Regions from separate parts of the Gossypium hirsutum genome. Here region 2 is linked to region 1. A link is a contact called in public Hi-C data. All regions are on one chromosome and are shown on one strand. Each heading gives the region's core, a stretch centred on a gene start, on an enhancer-like site or on the middle of the called end of the contact. The rest is flanking DNA. Distances are from core to core; before and after follow the strand shown. Region 1 holds the start of LOC107911282. Region 2 holds the start of LOC107911211.

Region 1 (4,799 bases), core at 1,228-3,727:
TAATTTTGATTTTTTTTACAATTTAGCCCCTATTTCTCAAAATTAACATTTAACTCCACAATTTAGTCATTTTCCACTTCTAACTTAAAAATCTATCAATATAATCCCAAAAACTCTAACTAATCAACAATGGTAACATCTTCAATCTTGAAAAATACTAAAAATTGTAACATGGGTCGACAAGTTCTAAGTATCGGGATTCAAAAAATGTAAAAATTACAAAAAAAAAGGACTAAACTGACTAACCAATTGAAGCTTGAATGTTTTAAAAACCCTTATGGCCATCCAAGTTCTTTTTCTTCTCCCTAATTTTGAAATTGCATGTAAAAGAGAGTTAAAACATTCTCTTTCATGCCACTTTCCATTATAATTATTTTTATTTTGTTTTCATTTTATTTATTATTATAACATAAGTTTTATTAAGTAAACATAATATATAATATATATCATAAATGCTAAGTTGTGACCAACGAAACAAGGGTAGAATTATTACTTTAGTCCCTTTAATTAATTTCAATCTATAATTTAACTTTTGACTCTTTCACTATTTGGTCCTTGTACCTTAATAACTCCTAATTCAAGAAAATTGCTTACTAAAAATTTAATTCGCCTCTAATATGACTCCGTAAATATTTACGGGTCTGGTTTGTTGAAACAGAGTCCCAAAAATACACTTTTTCGACACCCCTGACTATCGAGTTGTTACAATTAAGTTTTATGTGTTATATGATGGAATGTTATATACATATATGATTGTATTATAAGTTCATGATATAATTTTGAACTAACCCATTTGATACATTGGTTGAAATTCTTATGGAAGTGTAAGGTTGCCAAAGATGCCATATTAGATATCATTGTATGAAAATTGTAAAAATTGTTGTAATGTTAAGGTAAGTTAAGTAAATTTCATATGGACTTACTAAGCATTCAAAAATGCTTACCCATTATGTCCTTTTTTGTTGTAGATCGTCAGTTTACGGAACATGTCGATTGGATCATCATGAAGCTCACACTATCCTATCAATGTTTCAATAGTCTTTTGCTCGTTTTAATTTCGATTATGTGGCATGTACATAGGTAGTAAAAGTAAGTCAACTTGAAACTATATGCTTGGTTTGAATTTGGACTAGTATATATATTATGAAATGATAATGCTTGCACTTGTATTGAGGCATGATTTGGTCATGTTATGTGAAGATATACATAGTGTTTTAATGGTTTATTTAAATGTGCTAATGGTTAGAATTGAACTTGGAAATGGCATGGTTGGTATGTGATTTGAATGGCTTGGAAGAAGAAAGACTAGTTTGTGTTTTAAACAAGTTGTTGGATTGAATTAGTATCAAAGATGTTTTGAATTGGTAATGGCTATATGCATTGATTGGTATGTATTTTGGAGTATTTTCTGTAGGTATGATGTGTGGTTAAGTGCACCATCTTAACTAATTTTGGTTTTGGCATGAAAAGGGACCAAATGGTAGTTTTTGTCACATTTACTTTAAGGTATTGATACCTTGGTAAGTGTATCAATGCCTAGTATTTTCAATCGGTTTTACAAACAAATAGAAGGCCAATTTGGTATCGAGACTAAGGTGAGGTATCGGTAACTATAAGGAAATTTCGGTACATTGATTCAAGTATCGATACCTTATGATTTGAATTTGATTTTATGAAACGTCAAAGCTTAATTTGGTATCGGTAATTTTCTAAAATTCCAATTTATTCCTTTTTGCCACATTTCCACATCCATAATATTTTTCTTTGATTTTTATCTCTAACATCAATTTTTATTTCATAAAAATTCTTTATTTGACTCATTTTCTAATTTTGTTAAAAATTTACTATATTCGATTCCAAAATAGTGTTTTATGTCTTATAGAAACTTTTGGGTGTTATAAGGAGAGGATTGTACCAATCGACTATAAAAGCACATTCTTTTCTAATTCTTTAAATGAATGTTTACTTTTTAGTTTTAATAATAAAGAGAATGTAACAACAGGTAACGGTAATGTGGAATGGGATATTTTATTTGGAATTATAACATAGAAAATATGTTCAATAAACTCTTGATGCAATGATAAGAGTATTATATTATAAACATGAGAGCTTGGGTTCGATCCAAGTCCAACCATATTCCCTTCCTCCAATTAAAAAAGAAAAAAAGAAAAGTAGTTTTATCTTTATTTAGGACCTATATTTGACATTTATTGGGAGACGAATGCAGAGACTATTGTTGACAAATATCTTTAGCTGTTTAAGGTCACTCATAACTTCCTCATATTACCAAACAGAATTATGATCATATTTTAATTCTACTTCTAGAAAGAAGAAAAAAATAATGGGCCAAAAAAAGACAATCATTTTCATTTATTTATTTACTTGGGATAGCGCAAATATTGGGCTTTAGTTGCCCCATATCAAAGCCCAAGATTCATATTAGGCTTTAAGGCAGCATATTCAATTTTCGAAACTCGCAGTTACGAAGATGCCCTTTCTTGATCCTCATCACATCTTCACTTCAGCGATACAGACACGAGAAAGGGGATGGCGGACTCTTCTTTCATTCGCTTCTAATCTTTTCGCTTTAAAAGGTAACTAATCTTTCTTAATCCTCCCATTTTTCATATTTCTCTCTCTCTCTCTCTCTCTCTCTCTCTCTCTCTCCCTCTTTATTTCTAATTTTTTTATTTAATTACTGAATTGACCTCTTAAACTTCTTTGAAAATCCCTATTTCTGTGAGGTTAGCAACTTAAGTTTTTGAATAACATCGATATATGCATACCCAGACGATCCTAAGTATGCATGTATCTTTGATCATTTGATTTTTTATATGATTTTGATATTTTACTGGGTTTTTGTTGTTATTCTTGTAGGTTTTCATTTATTCTTGACAGGTTTGTAATTTTTGAAAAGATAAAAATGGATGTGGATTTGGTTGCAAGTGGAATTTTGGACGAGGATACTATTCCAGTTATTGATCAAAACAATGTAAGCTTCTAGTTAAATGATTATTCGGATTATTATTACTTCGGTTATTTCATTTCATTTTACTTTATCTTTTATTTTGTTTCCAATTGTATCCTAGTTTCTTTGATTTTTGTAGCTGAAAGTTGAAAACTCTAGTGTTAGATGCGTGGAAAAAGTATTCAAATACTTGCACTGGTTTATGATAGTTGTTTGATTTAGAGTCTTGAATGTCTGTGTTCTTTTCCTTTTCCTTTTAAATACAGGATCTTTCTAATTTCGATGGCGGAAGATGCGGGATATGCATGAATATTATTATTGACAGGGGGGTTCTTGATTGCTGTCAACACTGGTATTTTTCTGCATACTGTTTCTAGTTATTCCTATTTTCATCTTTACCCCCTGCAGCATCTTTAATTAGAAGCAAAGCTCCTTTTCTTTATGGCGCTAGTAGTGTGGGTAGGCATCTAGTTTTCTCTTAGGGGGCGTTTGGTTCGCCGCGTAACATACATTCCAGACTACGGTGTTTGGATTTCAACATTCTAGCCATCCCGTAATATTATAGGGTGTTATGGCCTCTTTCTTAGGTAATCTGATATTCCGGGCGGAATCTGAATTTAGGACAAAATTACTTCTCTTTTCATTATATTTATCAATATAATCCTTTTTATTATATTTTAAGACAAAAACCAAAATATCTCTTCTTTTTTTCTTCTCTTTTTCTCTTTTAAGTTTGAAAACTAAAATTGATGCAGATACTCTATTTTGTATATTTGTATGGATATTTTTTGACAAAGCCTGCCTTAATATACTACTTTTCTTACAAGGCAAAAGAAGAAAACTATGTTCTTTATCAACCATGAAATAACTTTAAGAATGGATTTTTCATACGTAAATACAATCTTTGTGAGTATATAAACTGTAGGGTTTTCCTTGTTTGAAAAAAAAATTAAAGAATTTGGTTATGGTCAGTGTTTCATGTACTTAAGAATGTCTGCAACAAGTAAGCACACAGTCCTCCAAAAATTGGCTGAGCTGACTCGTATACATATTTGGGTCATTCCTAAAATGATCAACATGTGGTGTGGAGACAAACCATATAAATAAATTTTCATAATTAGGTTTAGTTGTGGTTCAATTGAATTCATATGATCCTTCAAAAGAAATTGAATTCATATGATAAAATAAAGGTGTAATAAAAGTGAATTTATTAAGTTATTTTAATTTATAAAAAATTGAGACTAAAAAATGTTGAAAGAAGTGAACTTGTAAACGCAAAATCTTACATTCCCGTAATCCTATTACGAAAGATAATCTTTCATTCCCGCAATCTTATTACGTTCACTTGTAGATTATATTTCTCAATCTTTCTCCTCAAGGAGTAAAGTTAAGTAGAAGAAGCTACACTGTTATTTTGTTTTGACTCTGTACTTTGATTTTTTTAATGTGACACTTTTTTGAGATTGATTAAAAAATCAATTAGTGTTCTGATGTCTTTGGATCCTGTTGTGAATTTGATGATGCGGGTTCATCTTGTGAATTTCAGGTTTTGTTTTGCATGTATTGACAACTGGGCAACAATCACAAACCTTTGCCCACTTTGCCAGAGTGAATTTCAGTTAATCACCTGTGTCCCAGTGAGTTATGCAAAATTCTTAAAGCTTTGATTTTGGCCTCCCTCTTTTCCTGCTAGTTATTTTACAAAAGTTATTTTTCTCTAAATGGCCCATCTGTATGCTAATTTGGCTACTTCACCTTTAGTTACCTTGAAATTCTTTGTGAAAGTATATGCAATATGTTGATTAAATCATTTGAGCTACCAATTTGATCA
Region 2 (5,537 bases), core at 1,712-4,211, 140 kb before region 1:
AATCTCTTAGCTCTCTCTGATCAAGCTTTTATTTATTTATTTTTCCATTTTGTTTTAGGTTGAAGGAATTGATTATTTTTCCATTTTAAGTTGTCATGCAAAATAGTTACACATTCATGAATATTTATTTCTCTTTAATCAGGCTGCACATGATGCCTTTGTTGAAACTAGCGGAGCCCTAAACACTGTTGCTACGTCCCTGATGAAGGTTGCAAATGACATACGCTTACTGGGAAGGTTTGTCTGCAATTTGGATAACCCTCTTTTGTGTGTGTGTGTGAGTGTGGTTGGCATTATTCTGATGGTTTCAGCATTTTTCTTATTCAGTGGTCATTTTCATTCATTGATGATCATTGTCCTTTGCTATCAGTCATTAAGATTGCTGGGTGACGCATTTGCTTCATTTGAGAAGAACTGTGTGAGGGGAATTCAAGCCAATAGGGAAAGAATTTCTAAATTACTGCATGAGGTCAGTTGATGCCACATCTTGAATGTTTTAATTTTATTTTGATACCATATGATAGATTGTCAAGCTAATGATCATATGTTGTCTTGTGACATTTTGAATGGTCTTGCAATCTCTAATGCTTGTCACATCTTTGAACCCTGTAAGTTCTCTTCCCTGCTTCTATCTAGGATCAGTTGTTCCTCAATGAGTCTTTTGCATTTTGAACACGTCTCTAATGATCTCTTTGCTTTCAGAAAATTGGTTACGACAATGCTGCAGCAGTTGCCAAGAAAGCACACAAGGAGGGGTCCACTTTGAAGGTGAGATTTGTTTCTTCTCTTTATGGTTCACTTCTTGAGTATCTTTGATGCGATCATGGATAGCAATGACTTTGTTTTGTTGTGCTTACTGACATCTTAATATGGAAATTCGACCTCACTTAAGTTGTTCTCATATGGAACTGTTTCAATGTTTGTCCTAATCCTTTCCTTTGATGGCTGAAATACTGAATATGACCTACACTTGTTTCTATGCTTATCTTCTGCAGGAAGCAGCATTGAGCCTTGGTGTGCTCACAAGCGAAGAATTTGACACTCTTGTGGTCCCAGAGAAAATGATTGGCCCATCTGACTGAATTTTTTTTTTTTTTTTTTGCTAGAGGAGACTTGAGCAGCAATTGCTTAGATTTTAATTAATTTTAAGACCATTTTTCTCAGTCAAATTACAAAATAGAATCCGACCGCGATTTTCTTCATATTCTGATTATGGAAAACAATATTATTGAGGTTTCCCATTTGCTTGGAATTGTTTATGCAGCTTATGTAGTGAAAAAAAATAACAGTCGCGGATTGACTAATAAGGGGAAAACCTCCCTCATTTGTAAGGAGACTGATTGAAGTAAAGTTGAAGGCAAAATAAAAGAGATGGCATCGAGTTTTGGTACATACTAATGCTCTTGAATCCTTTTTTATGTATGTTAAAGGTGTTGCCTTTCATTTAAGTTATTCATGTAACAGTACTGCAAAATGTGTATATTTTCTCTTGAACACCAAAAAGGAGAAAAAAGAAAAAAAGCTTTCATTTGGAGAGATGCAAAATGATGACATTCAGTGATGAAGCTAGTAAGTTCGATTTTTGGAAGAATTTTTCTACTATTGCCACCGTAGTCATTATAACTAGCTTTGCTCATTTATCTACCAATCAAGTTCTAGTGAGCATAACACCATGTTTTGTTTGACAAGTCCAATAGTACCGGTAGCTTTCCCATCCCTACTGATCGTTATCCACCATGGTTAAGGTGTTTCTAGCAGTAATCAAAATGAGTTTATAATCCTTCTTTGACCAATCAACACCCCGAATAATCAAGTTGATAAATAATTAGGGTGTAATTGAGTCGAGTCGTGCTCATTTAAAATTCAATGTTTGATACTTTGCTCAAGCTCGATCGAGCATCATTTTTAAGCTCATGTTCAAGTTTGATTAAGCTTTTTTACATCGAGTTTAACTAGGCTTGTTTATAATTTTTGCATTCTCTAACTAAATTAATAAAATATTACTTTTTGAATGTGAGATTATTATTGTTATTTAAAATTTAATTACCAAATCCAAAACAAGATGCTTACTATTCCACTAAATCCTTCCTTGCTAATAGGAAAGTGATGATGATGACAACGACGACGATAATAGTGATGATGACGGTGAATCAAATAATTTAAGTGGTTTTGAAATGGAATTAACAAGAGATGCTATAGCTTCTAGTTTAATGAATTCACTTTAAATTGTAAATGCTATTGTAAAATTTTTAGTATTTATATTTGATATATAAATATTATTCCTTTTTAAAACTTCAATCCAAATATATGTAATATTTTAATTTGTTAGGTTTATGTTTTCTATGTTATGTTAATATCTAATATGAGTTATATATTTAAATACATTTTAAAATAAAATAATACAAATGTGTTGAAAGCATTAATTAAAAATAAAAAATAATTTTTATAATAATACAATTGTGTCAATATCCAATTACAAATATTTAATTATTATATTTAAATATTTAAATATAGTTTATATATTCTAATTAAATTTAATAATTAATTAATATTAATTACTTAGAAATATTTAAAATTAATTTTATATATTAAAATATTAACCATAAGTTATAATAAAATATTTTTTATATTTTTGCTAAAAATCATAATATTAACTAATTTGAATATTATTTAAATACATATTTGTTACTTTATAATATCATGTCTAAAATGGACATTTTATTCTTCAAAAGCACTTTTTAACAACAATACCAAACAATCAAAATTTTCAAAAGTATTTCTCAAAAGTACTTCTCAAAAGTACGTTTCCACAGCAGTTTTGAAAAGTAATGAAAAACTGGCCCTAAGTGATATACTACAATTATTAGCTTTGTCCTCAACTATCAAGATCTTCACGTGGAGGTTGTTACCTGAAATCAATTTTGAGTAATCTCTTGATTAGATCACCAAGGCACTAAGGCGAAAGTAAGGAACTACTCGGACTCACTTTCCCCTTAGAATTTCTATTTACCTATGTATCACCTAGAGTAAACAGCATACGCATAAATCAAGATTATCGGTATGGTAACAATTGTATTAGGCAGTGGATGCGAAGAGATAAATGATGGATCAGAGATTGGGCTCATGGAATTGTTTGACTCAATCAAGCATCCAGCACTGATCAATGGATCAACAGGGGCAGCGTTGGTAACGCAGATTATCAAGCCTTTTCTTTCACTCCATGAGCCGAAGGGAAAAAACAAGAAAAGATGGGTGTATAATGGTCTTTTAACATTAAGCAATACGATCATACAGAAACGACTCTACCCACCGGTCATGGTTATGTACAAGTTTGAGGAAAGTCAAAACACTTCCCGTTAACACAACAGCGATAAGAGAAAAATATCTCTTCATCTTTTGTTAGAAATTCTTTTTCTATAACCAAATCATTATCTGTATCATTCAAACTTATTCTTTCTTTTTCTGCTCCTGCTGCGTATACAAAAAGAGATCAACTTCTGTAAGCTCTGCAGAACCTTTTTTTTTACTTATTTACTTTGGTTAATGGGATTTTGGTTTTATTAGTTTTCTTGCTTTGCTTTTAGTTTGTTGTTTTAGCTTTCGAATATGGGGCATAATTTGTTCTCTTTTTGTAATAGTTTGAGCTGTTAATTACGGGTTAATTGATTCACTTTGATGTAAAAAAAATTGAAAATTCAATGGTTTAATTGTTCCCGGTTCATGAAAACCTTGTCCCTGTAAGTGGGTTAGATACGAATTTTATGACAAAGTAGATTTATGAGATTTTAATTCTAAATCTAGGAAGCATGAGTGATTGATTATTCTTTTGATATACATGTTATCTCAATATTGAAGGGTTCCGCTTTAGGATAGGTCCCGTAGCAGTTTATAGTCTCGGCAAAGATTGAGAAGTGGTGCATTCATGTTGAATCTGTTCAGTTTGCGGGGACTGCCTTGGACTGGTGCTGATGGTCAGCAAAAGGTTCATTTAACAGCCTCTTTGAACTTCCCATTTGGTTGTCATTGATTATCATACATCCCTTAGTCACCTCCATTTTCAGGTTCAGTTAACGGCTGCAGAGTTGGAATCACTTAGATCGGAACTCGCTGATATAGAAGAGAGAGAAGCTCACATGAAAGCTCGGTAAAGGAGAGCTGAATCTTGTCCTTTGAACTATTATGTATATTTTGGTCAACTATATATGAACCTTTAGTTCTTGAGGTCTAGCAAATAATATTCCTACGTAATATTCAGATTTGGATACTTTTGCATGTGATGATGTTTCTGTGTCATTGCAGGTTGGAACATATCGATGGGATTTTGCGATCGGCTCGACTTTCTGGCTATTTGTACATTCGAACCGTATGCATTTTCCAATTTTGCTATCATTTGTATCAAGTTTATCCTGCATCCAGCTCTTTGTTCTTGCAGTACTGTTACTCTCCTGGTTAATGATCTTCCTACATATCTTTCATTCTCAGAGATGGACAGCTTTACCCGGAGAACCTGCTCCTATCGATGATACCAAAATCAACGATTGGCTTCCTCGATTCATTGTTCTTCACGGCCAATGTATATTCTTCTATTTACTCTCCACAGGTAATTAACCCTTTGATGAATTAAGTTTCAAATGGAGCTAAACTTTGAAAAAGCAATAAGTAAACTAGTAAGATTGAAGGATACATGAAACAGGTTGGTATATTAATTATAAACATGACTTGATAATCAACTTCTTAATTTACAATCTGCAGATTTGAGCCCTCAGGATTCCACCCTACTGTCCGATGTTGTGGAAGTAGGTTCCTTGCCAAGTTTCACGAGAGAAGATGAAGGAACACGATATTCCTTTTATATCTTAACTCGCCAAGGACTGCGCTATGAATGTTCACATGTTTCTCAAATACAGGTAAACAATGCGTCTTTAATATGCATATATATGAACAGAGTACAATGTGCTGTTCTAAACTCATAAACGTTATTGCTTCATGTTATTTTTGTAAAGTATGCTTGCTGCTGAGTACTGAGCCTGTGTAAGTTGAGGTCAATTCCGCATTTGCTTATTTGTAATTTATTAAGATGAAGCTAAGCTATGTTACTGAGTGTAATATGTTTAATTTTCTCTCTATATAGCAAGGTCAACTCAAGACTTACGGTGAGTTTGGATGGGGATTGGGTGCAGTGCGGTGCGTTTAGCTTACTTTTTGTCTCAAGCTATAGTATCGTTACAGTATCTAATCTCACCGCCACCGTTGTTTTTACACTAACCGCAGGTAAACGCACCGCCCATCCAAACTCACCCTTAGTCTATTTGATTAGTACATATAATCACCGTTATGCACACACAGCTAATAAGTTGAGATTCGAATTCTATCATCTATATATACACCTCTAAGCATATATAGTAAGGTTGAAGAAAATCAGATAATTTCACTGTGTCCATGTAAATTTTGCATTGATCAAATTTGAGTTTTATTATTTTCTGTGTTTTGGTAGGTGGACACCTGGCTATCGGCTTTGCAGACAGGCTGCAAGGTGG

The links. Hi-C and Micro-C count contacts between places; a contact is called where the count stands out from the background.
Region 2: a Hi-C map of leaf shows a contact between it and region 1, with 2.9 times the contacts expected there. The contact joins the promoter of LOC107911211 here to the promoter of LOC107911282 in region 1. A contact is called at or near these places in 9 of 34 Hi-C or Micro-C datasets (callus, hypocotyl, leaf and 2 more).

Annotation. Positions count from the first base shown.
Region 1 is chrD08:41,814,453-41,819,251 of Gossypium_hirsutum_v2.1, reverse strand. LOC107911282 reads left to right here and starts at 2,477. Exons shown (of 15, transcript XM_016839153.2): 1 at 2,477-2,594; 2 at 2,878-2,992; 3 at 3,235-3,320; 4 at 4,515-4,605. The coding sequence starts at 2,924.
Region 2 is chrD08:41,950,292-41,955,828 of Gossypium_hirsutum_v2.1, reverse strand. It overlaps LOC107911211, which reads left to right and starts at 2,961. Exons shown (of 7, transcript XM_016839091.2): 1 at 2,961-3,499; 2 at 3,856-3,982; 3 at 4,062-4,144; 4 at 4,300-4,363; 5 at 4,483-4,600; 6 at 4,753-4,907; 7 at 5,495-5,537. The coding sequence starts at 3,923. It overlaps LOC107911202 (fumarate hydratase 1, mitochondrial), which reads left to right. Exons shown (of 7, transcript XM_041098187.1): 3 at 143-237; 4 at 328-469; 5 at 579-608; 6 at 703-768; 7 at 996-1,392. The coding sequence starts at 203. The coding sequence ends at 1,082.